Regions from separate parts of the Danio rerio genome. Here region 1 is linked to region 2. Evidence: chromatin contacts called from public Micro-C data. All regions are on one chromosome and are shown on one strand. The core of a region is the stretch at or near the end of the contact, and the rest is flanking DNA. Distances in the headings are between cores, read along the strand shown. Region 1 holds the start of fndc3a (fibronectin type III domain containing 3A). Region 2 overlaps fndc3a (fibronectin type III domain containing 3A).

Region 1 (6,568 bases), core at 2,526-5,025, 78 kb after region 2:
TCGCGAGCTCTCCCTGTTGCGAGGGCTTAAGTGTGTGAGTGTGTGTGTGCGTGTGTGTGTGTTTGTGTCTTTGGTGCTGTCTATGTTTGTGTTTGAATGAGAGACAGTGTGGTGCATTGTCTCTGTGTTTTTACAGACAGCTTGTTATAGCCTCTCCTCTAAAATATAACACTGTATATGGAATGCATCGTCAATGCACCGTGATGCACCGAAATATCGAATTGAACCGAATCGAAGGCATGATAATCGTAACCGAACCGTGAGACCAGTAAAGGTTCACACCTCTAATTTACATCCTATATATATATATATATATATATATATATATATATATATATATATATATATATATATATATATATATATATATATATATATATATATATATATATATATATCCTTATTATATCCTTTAAACATGCTTAATATTGTAATTATTTTTCATTTGTAAAAACTTGAGCTAATCACAATAAAGGCTATTGTTTACTGAAAGACCTTAACAAATTCGCCTAAATCAACTCAATATTTTTTAGAGAAGACACATCATCTTTGCAAACAGTGTAACTAAAGTGTTAGTATAACTAGTATGACTCAGTAAGGTAACCGAGGAACATATTAGCATAATTTAATAAAAATAACATGCCATGACCCCTTAAGAGGAGAAAAAGAAAAGATTTGTAGTCAATTCACATGTACCAGAAAGCAATACTGAACATTTATGTCATCTGGTGGTAAACGACATAATAACAGTGGATGAAGATGGACTGAGCAGACTTTTAAAGGTAAAGTGTGCCTTTTATTTCTTAACATGCAAGAAAACCGAAGTCCTGTGGCTCCATTCAAAACACTACACACTGTTTCAATTGAGTGTCTTAATGAGTCCATTCAACAGCGTGAGTTTGGGAAGTTTGTCGTTTGTACCAAAAATTGAGAAAGATTAATTAGATCATGATGATGATGATGATGAATATAATAATAGTAAAAACAATAACACTAATAAGAATAAATTATTAAATAAATGTTTGTTTGCAGAAATGACACAATACTTGAGGTCAAAAGCCCAAACTACAGACAATATTAGAGTTTAAATACTAAACCCTGACTTTTACATGCATACAGATATTTATACCCCAACACCCACCATAATGTAAGTACAGTAGTTATAATGAGAATTATTTATATTATTAATTAAATTACCTATTAAATAGTATTTTATTAACATATGGCCAAACTTCAACTTGCACGGCAATGTAAATACAGTAATTATAACGAGAATTATTTACATTACTTATTAAATTGCCCATTAAATTGCATTTTATTAACGTCTACGCCGGCCCCAACCACTCACAGTAATGCAAATACAGTAATTATAACGAGAATTATTTATAATATTTATTAAATTGTCCATTAAATTGTATGTTATTAACATATACCAAAACTCCAAGCCTCTCAGCAATGTAAATACAGTAATAGGAATGAGAATTATTTATATTATTTATTAAAATTATACAATAAATTGTATTTTATTAACATATACCAAAACTCCAAGCCTCAAAGCAATGCAAATACAGCAATTATAACAAGATTTATTTATACTAACTATTAAATTACCCATTAAATTGTATTTTTATCATATACCCAAACTCAAAGCCTCACAGCAATGTAAGTAAAGTAATTATAATGAGAATTATTTACATTATTTAATAAATTATCCATTTAATTGTATTTTATTAGCATATACCCAAACTCCAGGCCTCATGGAAACGTAAATACAGTAATTATGACAAGATTTATTTATACTAATTATTAAATTACCCATTAAATTGTATTTTATTATCATATACCCAAACTCTAAGCCTCACAGCAATGTAAATACAGTAATTATAATGAGAATTATTTATATTATTTAGTTAATTACCTATTAAATTGTATATTAACATATACTCAAACTTCAAGACTCACACAGAATTGTAAATACAGTAACTATAATGAGAATTATTTATACTATTTATTGAATTGCCCATTAAATTGCATTATATTAACGTCTGGCCTACCCCAACCCCTCAAGGCAATGTATTTACAGTAATCATAACCAAATTTGTTTATATTATTATTAAAATTACACATTAAATAGCATAAACTCCCACCCTCACCGCAATGTAAATACAGTAATTATAATGAGAATTGTTTTAATTATTTATTAAATTGGCCATTAAATCGCATGTATTATTGTATACGCAAACTCCCACCCTCACCGCAATGTAAATACAGTAATTATAATGAGAATTATTTATATTATTTAGTTAGTTACCTATTAAATTGTATATTAACATATACCCAAACTGCAAGACTCACACAGCAATGTAAATACAGCAACTATAATGAGAATTAAACCCATTAAATTGCATTATATTAATGTCTGGCCTACCCAAACCCCTCACGGCAATGTAAATACAGGAATTACAACTAGATTTATTTATATCATTATAAAAATTACATATTAAATAGCATTTTATTAATATATACGCAAAGTCCCACCCTCACGGCAATGTAAATACAGTAATTATAATGAGAATTATTAACATTATTTATCAAATTACATTTTAATAACGTCTACCCTACCCCAACTCTAAACTTTGCAGTAAACTTACAGTATAGCTGTATCCCATGCAGACTTACATTAAATTTGGATTAATGTTTAACTAGCTGCTGTACATTGAGGTAAACCAGGTTTATATTCGCACATTCACCTTCTGAACATAATCCAATAGCAAATTCTAAATAGAGAACCAATATTAGCATTAGCAGCTAATGACTGTCAAAGCACAACATTGTTCACAGTCAACTAAACAGCGCTAATGTTGTTTTACACTCATATTTGAAGTCGAATGTTAAAAAAAGTAGCGTAATAAACAATATAAGAACCGTGTCACAAGTTGTCACGTTGTCCTCATAACAACAACAGACGTCATTAGAGTTAGCAAGTATGTATTAGCCTTTTAAAATTCTGCTTCCCCATTTAATTGAACGCCAAACTCCAAATATAAAACCAACTTTAGCTCAATCTCCAGCACTCCAAAGTGATGCCACCCCCAAACGCATGCACACTAGCGAGTAAGCGGAGTAGTGCTTTGAAACACAGCCCCGCAGAGTGAGTATAGTGACTGCAGCAGTATTTAATCTGCAGCTCTGTGATCAGATGACGTTGACGTGTGCACTTCCAGGCCCTTACTCTTATTTCTTACAAACACACTTTAAAACCACACACTTCCTATGATTGCTAAAATAAAAGTGCACTTAAAACAAAAAGACAGCCGGTCACATCTAACACGGAGCAGGGTAAATAACCGCACATTCACTATGGTGAAGGTCTGCACATTTACTAGCGTTAAACACAAATCATCCCTGCGAAACGTGAATCGACTCACCAAAAGCAAGTTCCGCTTTTTTAAATGTACTTCCCTCTCTTCTCTTCTTCGGGTTGATGTGTGTGTGTGTTTTGTGGAGGCTTTAAAGCACTAGGCCAGTGTGTGTGTGATCTGGATCTCTATAAGCTACGTGGCTCTTTCACACTTGAATATTACAGCAGTTTACAGTCTCAATCCTCATCCACTTGCTTTTTCTACGTCCGTAAACGTTCGGGGGTCGAACCAAGTCGCGATCTTCCCAAGCAAACAACTTTTCCCCGCGATTGTTGTTAGTTTTTACGGCCACCTCCATCCATTGCGAGCGCAGGGCTCTTCGAGCGTCTGGATAATCGCCATCATTTTCCGCTCAAGAATGTGTACACACACACACGCGTGCGCGCGCGCACACACGTCGTGCGCATGCGTATCCCGTCCTGTGCATTCCTCTTTCTTTCTGTACTTATGCAATACACTTGTTTTTTTTTTTTCATGCGATGTATCATCACTGGTTTGGAATGATTTACGTTCACATTGCTTTTCCAATGTTAATATGAGTGGTACTTTACACCTTAGGGACGTTATTTGTTATTTTAAAAACCAAAACAAGAAGCCACTGTGAACTTTCTTATACTTGCTGGGAAATTTTACTTTCACCAACAGAGGTTTCTTAAAAAAATCTAATCTTCATGGACTTCCTATGTGAAATAGAACATTTAATTAAATCACTTAGATTCTTAGATTAATTGATAATAAGAAATGTGCTTCTTTCTTGAGATCTTTCTTGCAAATATGATATAAATCTCTTTTTTATTGCATTATTTCTTTACAAATTATATATATATATATATATATATATATATATATATATATATATATATATATATATATATATATATATATGTAGACAGGTGGATTGGTGCAGCTGCTGCAGTAATGCGGTCGATGTACCGGTCAGTTGTGGTAAACAAGGAGCTGAGCTGAAGGCAAAGCTTTCGATTTACCGGTCAATCTACGTTCCTACTCTCACCTATGGTCATAAGCTTTGGGTCATGACCGAAAGGATAAGATCTTGAATACAAGTGGCCGAAATGAGTTTCCTTTGAAGGGTGGCAGGGCGCACTCTCAGAGCCGGTGCTCCTCCACATCGAGAGAAGTCAGCTGAGGTAGCTCTGGCATCTGTTTCGGACGCCTCCTGGACGCCTACCTAGGGAGGTGTTCCAGGCATATCCCACCGGGAGGAGGCTTCAAGGAAGACCCAGGACACGCTGGAGGGACTATGTCTCTCGGCTGGCCTGGGAACGCCTCGGGATCCCCACAGAGGAGCTGGAGGAAGTGTGGGGTTCTGCTGCCCCCACCCTGGAAAAGCAGCAGAAAATGAATAAATGAATGTATATATATATATATATATATATATATATATATATATATATATATATATATATATATATATATATATATATATATATATATATATATTTTTTTTTATATATATATATATATATATATATATATATATATATATATATATATATATATATATATATATATATATATGTTTAATGTAACTTATTTTGGTTTGGCTATTTATCTTGTGTATCTAATGTGGTTATTGTGTAAAAGAACTGTTCTTTTTTTACTGTATTCTAAGTTGTATTATACAGTTTCTTGAAAATTAATACACGCAAAAAAAGTACTTATGCAATATTTGTTTTCTGGATGCAGGTTTTTGCTGTTTTTTTTATTCGTGTTGATTTGGAAAAGTAGGTGAATATTTTTGTAATACTGCATATTGTTTCAAGTCATCAGGCATTGTTTAGAATAAAAGGCATCAGATAACATTAACCTTTGTTATTCTTTGTTTATTATGTTTTTTATGGTGCTAGAAGTCTTAAAATTGGCTTTTGTATAAACTCCAGACGCCCTGAAAATGTAAAACTTGTGAAGTTTTTAATTTTCCCTCCTCAATGTAACCGACAGATGGCGCCAAGAAACAGTTAGTAAATCAAGAAAAGAAAAAATACGAATGAAATAAATGAAAAGTAATTTCAATAAAATGTGGTAATATACTGTTTAAAATGGCTTACAAAGTGTCAGTAAACACAAGGTTGTGTCATTTGAGCTGGGATTAAATATGCACACACACACACACACACACACACACACACACACACACACACACACACACACACACACACACACACAGCACTTCTTATTCTATACAGTACTTTTTATAGTTTTATATAGCACGTCTTTTTCTATATAACACTTCTTTTGGTTCTTTATAGCACTTATTCTATATAAAACGTCTTATGGTTCTACATAGCACTTCTTATTCTGTATAACACTTCCTATGGTTCTATATAGCACTTCTTATTCTATATAACACTTCTTATTCTATAAAACACTTCTTATAGTTCTAAATAACACTTCTCATTGTTCTATATTAGAATTCTTTTTCTATAAAACACTTCTTATGGTTCTATATAGCGCTTCATATGGTCATAGCACTTCTTATTGTTCTATATAGCAATTCTTATTCTATATAACATTTCTTAAGGTTATAGATAGCATTTCATGGGGTTCTGTAAAACACTTTTTATGGTTCTATATAGGTCTGCTTATTCTATATAGCACTTATGGTTTTATATAACACCTATATGGTTCTATATAGTACTTCCTATGATCATATATAGCACTTTTTATTGTTCTATATATAACTCTTTTTATAGTTCTAAATAGCACTTCTTGTGGTTCTATACAACACTTCTTATGGTTCTATAGCGCCATTTGACCAAGCTCTCTTCAGCACCGTGAAAGATTAGTGCTATATAGCATCATAAAAGGTTCCCCTATCATTATGAACCAAAGAACCACTTTTAAAGTTATTTAGCACCCTTTATAAAGTGTGGCTTCTTTTAAAAGATTAAATATATTATCGTACTGATTCCAAACTTTTGACTTTCATTGAAATAAATTATTCATTGCATTTAGTAAATGTTTATAAGTGGTTGCAAGCAATTCATATGGGCTGAATTTAAACAAAATTAAGTTGAACATTACTAAATTTTATTTGTTTAAATTCAGCCCATATAAATTGTTTGCAACCACTTGCCTTAGAAAACTTTAGTAAATCCAATGAATCATTTTTGTAAGTGTGGTAC
Region 2 (6,138 bases), core at 1,414-3,913:
TTTACTGCTGTTTGAATACAGTATGTCATTATAGATGTGTAGTGAATGTGCAGTAATCTCTCATATGTAATAAACTCAGACAAGTTCAGAAACTAAAGTCACTAAAATATCTGTGATTGTGAACAAGAAAAGAATAAACGGTCCAATTAAATTGTTAAAATAAAGGAGAAGTAGATCGGTTTGACTGTACAAGGGAAATAACTTCACATTGCCTGTGCTAAATCATTTTTGGGGTGATCTGTTCTCGGGCTGCAGGTTGGAGAGGCTGCTGTAGAGGACTGACTGGGCCGCCTGTCAGTGCTGTGAGGCGGGGGAGGGGCCGGCGGCATCACACGCAGCTCGTTGAGAAGAGTAGGGACGGTACAGTATGGACAAATGACAGTCTAAAAAAAATCTCCAATAACACAAAAAAGTCGCTAGATTTGTCGCTAGGGGGGTCTGAAAAGTCGCTAAATCTAGTGACAAAGTCGCTAAGTAGGCAACATTGGCGGCAAGCAATCAGAATGAAGTAGTCCACCGCTTGAGAGGTGTTCAGAGAACACAGACCTGTGAACTTTGGTTCCGACCACAGTTGTTCCCAAGAGTTTGATTATTGCGGTTGCCGGATTTTCAATTATTGAAAATCGCGACGACGCGGGGCCCCCTAATCACGCAGGGCCCACCCCGCAGTGCGTGCCCTGCGGGCCCATCCGCTACGCCACTGCAGGTTAGGGTAATAATTAGGCAAGTTATTGTATAATGATGGTTTGTTCTGTAGACCAGTGTTTCTCAACCGGTGGGTTGCGACTCAAAAGTTGGTCGCGGGAACATTTTCAGTGGGTCACAGAGTGTGTGGTCAAAAAAAAAAAAAAAACAACAACAACAAAAGTAAACTTTTTAACTCATTTTGCTCATATCGGCCTTTTATTAAAAATTCAATTCGAGTGGATGAGTGAATGAAAACGTCACCAACAGCACAAAAGGGCTAATATCACCTTCAAATTAATTCCTAGCAAGAGTCCTTCAGTCATCACACTATTCATATTTCACAGGCAGTAAAATGAATCTTTAAATAATTCTAGCGTTTACAGCATCATCAGTGGCCAAAAACAAAATTGCAAATTTCAATAATAATAAAAGGTTTCACTGATGATCAACAGTAAAACTTACACATTTTTCCTCTGGTGGAAAACTACCAACAGTCAACAATGCATGATTATACGGTGTCATGGCTTTGCAATCAAAAAATGTCATTGTAATGGAAATCAATGGGGCAAAAAAAATGTGTTTTGAGTTTACTATTGAGCTTTTTTAAAAATTTCAAAGCATTTTCCCAAAATATGTGTCAAAATAAGATTTGGCACCAAAAATCACTCCGATTGCTGAAACGCAGAGAAAGATGTGGCCAAATTAAGACTCTAAATCTCACCAGAGTGGATGAAAACATCACCAACAGCACACAAGGGTTAAGATCACCTTCAAATTAGCAAGAGTCCTTTGTTTCTCAGCATTTAGAGCACCACTAGTGGCCAAAACAAAATAGCAAATTCTAATAATAATAATAATAAACACGTTTAACTGGTGATGAGCAGTAAAAATTACACATTTGACTTCTGGAAAACTACAATTAGACAAGAATGCATGATTATAAGGTGTCAATGCTTTGCAATCAAAAAATGTCATTATAATGGAAGTCAATGGGCCAAAAAAACAGCCACAAACATGTAGTAAATTTGTGTTTTTAAGTGTATTGTTGAGTTTTTGAAAAATTTCAATGCATTTCCCAAAATATGTCTTAAAATAAGATTTGGCACCAAAAATCACTCCAATTGCTGAAACGCAGAGAAATTTGTGGCCAAATTAAGACTCTGAATCACACCAGAGTGGATGAAAACGTCGCCAACAGCACAAAAGGGCTAATATCACCTTCAAACTAATTCCTAGCAAGAGTCCTTCATTCATCACACTAATCATATTTCACAGGCAGTAAAATGAATCTTTAAATAATTCTAGCGTTTACAGCATCACCAGTGGCCAAAAACAAAATTGCAAATTCCAATAATAATAATAATAAAAGTTTTCACTGATGATCAACAGTAAAACTTACACATTTTTCCTCTGGTGGAAAACTACCAACAGTCAACAATGCATGATTATACGGTGTCATGGCTTTGCAATCAAAAAATGTCAGTGTGATGGAAATCAATGGGGCAAAAAAATTGTGTTGTGAGTTTACTATTGAGCTTTTTAAAAAAATTCAAGGCATTTTCCCAAAATATGTGTCAAAATAAGATTTGGCACCAAAAATCACTCCGATTGCTGAAACGCAGAGAAAGATGTGGCCAAATTAGGACTCTAAATCACACCAGAGTGAAAGAAAACATCCTGAATAGCAGGTTTAAGATCGCCTTCGAACAAATCCCTAAAAGGCATCGAGTTTTTTAAACACCACTGCGCTCAACCACTAATGCTAATATTTAAAAAACAAGAACTTGTACACAGCATTACTCAATGAATCCTATTAAAATCATTAGCCCATCTTATAATAAGCCTCGTAGTACTACAAAGAGCATAGAGGACTATTAGCTCTTGGCTTTGATGTGGAGTGATCCGCAGGCTTTGAAGCCTGTTTTAGGAGAGACTCAAGCAGACTAATTGATGACTAATGACTCCGACTAACGGCCCTGCGTCAGGTCCCCTCAGAGCCAAAATACCCCAGGCGGGATCCAATCCAACATCCGAGAGCCTCCCGAGCAATCGATTTCAGATTTACGATGGGATTTTGCAGGGATAGATGTTAACGTCGCGTCTGATTGTGAATGCATTTTCCAACAGAGCAACAGAGCTAAAGGTGCTGTTACTCCAGTCCTGTGTGCAACAGGTTTTCCCGAAACCAACAGTAGAGAACAATGTTGAATGAATCTGTGAGGTATAAGTTTCAACATATTTAGGTAGAAAAAAAGGACTACAGAGAAAGGAATTGAAGGACTTCTAAAACAAGAGAAAGAAAAACGAATGAAGTACAAAGGAAGAGGAATCGCAATGGAGGAAAAAAAGGGACGGGATAGGTGTGGATAAAAGGGGGACTGGCTTAAAGGGGGAAAAAATACACCCACACTTTTACATCAGACTGACGCAAAAGCACAGACAGAGATCAGACACAAAAGGCCACTTCCCCCTCCCTCTTTCTATTTCGTTCTCTCTCATTTCAGACCCCCCCCTCCTTCAATCCCAAATAGCCTGGGCGATCTGCGGTATCTGCTGACGTGGACCCCCAGTGCCAGCCTTCCAGAGGAAACATCAACAAACACGTAGAGGACGGGAAAAACACACACGCACCGAGCCAAGAATAACTCTGTTCTGAGAATAAACAGCTGTTTCTGTTTTTATCTCGCTCAGACACAAACACAACCAGAACCAACACGTTTAAACCTAAACCATCACTCAGCAGCTATGAAATGCGTTTGGAAGCTGGACTGCCTTCGAAAGCCAGCAACTTTGAGATCTGCTCACAAGGGGTTTACTACAAACACAAACCTCTGAACCTACGGGGTTCTCTTCGGCTCTTTAGGATGTTGAGTAAATGCTCCAAAAGCTCTGAAATCCTCTGAAGATAGATAACTGAAATCCTAAGAGATGAACAGGAAAACTAGGTCACAACCCGACTTGGTCCTAATGGAGCTCTCGGTGTTGTCAGTTTTAGGGCGTATTCACACTATGCTATCCGAACCATGCCCAGGTCCGTTTCTCATGCTGTGTTCACACCAGACGTGGAACACGCGGATAAATCGCGCTATTCGTGGGTAAATTGCATTTGAGGTTACTCGCTTCATTCGCGCGTCAAATCCGCTTTAATCGCGTGTCAAATTCACTTCAAAACAGACGCGGATTCGCATGATGGGCAGGGCTTCTGTCTGCCCGGTGACTCTAGCTTCATAGCTAAATGGCTAACATGGATTTTATTAAGAAAATAACAGTGTTTATGTGCTTTATGGAGACTGAAAAACAGCGTCGCTACGTATAGGACTGTGTCTGAGTCCACTACATCCTTTCAGAGGTGCATCCAGCTCTGTGAGCTCATAAACTCCTCCAGAAACCTACCCTGGATAATGGAAGGATTCAGCGGTGCTTCTGACTGAGCCCAGACCAGTTTGATGACTTGTTGTCGGTGTCGCCTGGAGGATTTCCCCCGGGACGCCATCAACAGGTTCTACGTCACAATCATGCCCCCACAAGAGCAAGCTTCTGATTGGTTAACACAGCACGAATGTCCGCTGAAGTTCAGATTTTTGAATTCGAAAGATTCACGCGAAACGCGCAAAACGCTCAATCTGCGCCACGCCATTCACACGAATCCCGACATTCGCGCAATTCACGTCTTTCGCGCCGCGCCATTCGCGCACATCGTGCCGCAGGATGTCTATTCGCGCGTTTGCATTGACTTAACATGTAAATCACTCGCACTTGACACGCGTTTCGCGTCTGGTGTGAACGCAGCATCAGAGATGGTTCAGTTGGACGACCCTGGCCCGGTTGGAAGAGGTGTGCCAGAGTGTGTTTCACTTGTGCTTTGGCGCGGTACGCTTTTAGTGTGAGTGTAAATCACGCCTCAGCCCGAAACTGAAAGCGAGACGTGACTTTTAAGGGACTGTTTCATATGTGTTTATTAATCATTCTTACTGTTCAATGAACGCACACTGTCGTAGATTATTAAAGACGCAAACCCCTCACTGCACGCAGCTGCACCTTCAGCAAACCTCCTAATTCCTGCAGCACGAGGGCTTTATGATTGTTTATGAGCATCAAAAGTGGCTGATCTGTTCAGCGAAATATTTGACTGCGTCACTGCATCTTAATCGACTAAAATGATATAACGATATAAAGAAATGTCTAATGTGCTGAGCGAAGCGCTTCTTATTGAACATCGCATCATCGATGACGTAAACGTGCTCAGGCACGAATGTAATGCGAGTGCGGGTCGTTGGGGGAGACGGGAGGGGGGACAAGCGTGCTTTGGCCCGGGTCAAGGCAACTGTACATAATAGGAGTATGCCTTATAAGTGCTAATAAACAGTTAATATCTTATTAATATGCAAGTAATAAGCCGGTAGTAAATGGTGTGAATTGTTACTTAGGGTGCTTTCACATTAGCACTTTTGGTCCGCACCCAGGTTCGTTTGACGTCATAGTACGGTACGTTTAGCTAGTGTGAACGTGTCTTCTGAACTCGGGTGCGCACCCGTGAAGTGTACCCGAGTCCACCTGAAAGAGGTGGTCTGGGGTACGATTCATGCGAACTCTGGTACGGTTCACTTATGATGTGAATGCAATCGTCCCAAATCACGGAAGAGGACTGCCGACTGTACAACAAACGTTTTTATAACGTTCGTTCATGTTTATGTGTGTGTGTGTGTGTCACGTTTCGTACCTTGGTGACACGCGCAGGACAGAGCCAGGGCAAACACAGTGATACACAGTGATGTCTGCTTGTCTCGTCCAAAAACAGCTCCTGCAGACGCTGTGTGATGTTCTGAATGTTCATAATATTTTTGCGACAGATGGACGCGAGTCGCTTTCTGTATGTTCAAAACCAAAAGCTTCAGTAAAAGCAGAATGACCGCGATGTGCGGAAGTCTTTCCATTTCTGCGCTTGCTTTCGTGACCGTCACCTAGCAACTGCTGTAAAACAGCAGCTCGATGACGCAATCGTACCGGGGTTCAAAAGGAAAAAAGACAGTGTGAACACAAACCAACCGAAGAGGTGGCAGGGGGAGACAATCGAAATTGGGTACAGTCCAGGCAAATGAACCAAGTGTGAAAGCACCCTTAAACTAGTGTTGCTGGTTGTGGTTTTGTGGCCTTGTACATGGTGTAATGACGTGTTTTCCTCATCAACAGGAGATGTGACTAATCTCATTTTCAATTCTGCAATCTTGTATCCAGGAACATCTGAGCCTTTCATTTCAGCTACTCCAACCTAAAACCCTAGCATTACATCGACACACACAGTCTACAATGGCCCCGGAAATAATCGAATCAAAGACCATTCCAACAACCCCTCATCTAGTCTAAGTGCTAATTACAAAATGTTAACCCAGCTCGAAACTGGCACCCCTGATTACCTGTGGTCTGATTAGTTGCAAGACATTTTCCTCCTTT

What was found. Hi-C and Micro-C count contacts between places; a contact is called where the count stands out from the background.
Region 1: a contact with region 2 is called in a Micro-C map of caudal fin, with 2.7 times the contacts expected there. The contact joins the promoter of fndc3a here to the enhancer-like site in region 2.

What each region holds. Positions count from the first base shown.
Region 1 is chr15:3,184,429-3,190,996 of GRCz12tu, forward strand. It overlaps fndc3a (fibronectin type III domain containing 3A), which reads right to left and starts at 3,776. Exons shown (of 26, transcript XM_073924234.1): 1 at 3,384-3,776.
Region 2 is chr15:3,107,513-3,113,650 of GRCz12tu, forward strand. All of the region lies in intron 3 of fndc3a (fibronectin type III domain containing 3A), which reads right to left. Among named protein-coding and RNA genes, the nearest start is that of mlnr, 69 kb to the left of the region's middle. Within about 2 kb of position 2,664, at least 32 of the 62 cell types and tissues checked have an H3K27ac peak or open chromatin away from gene starts, as enhancers often do. A contact at or near this core is called in caudal fin, where this site is marked.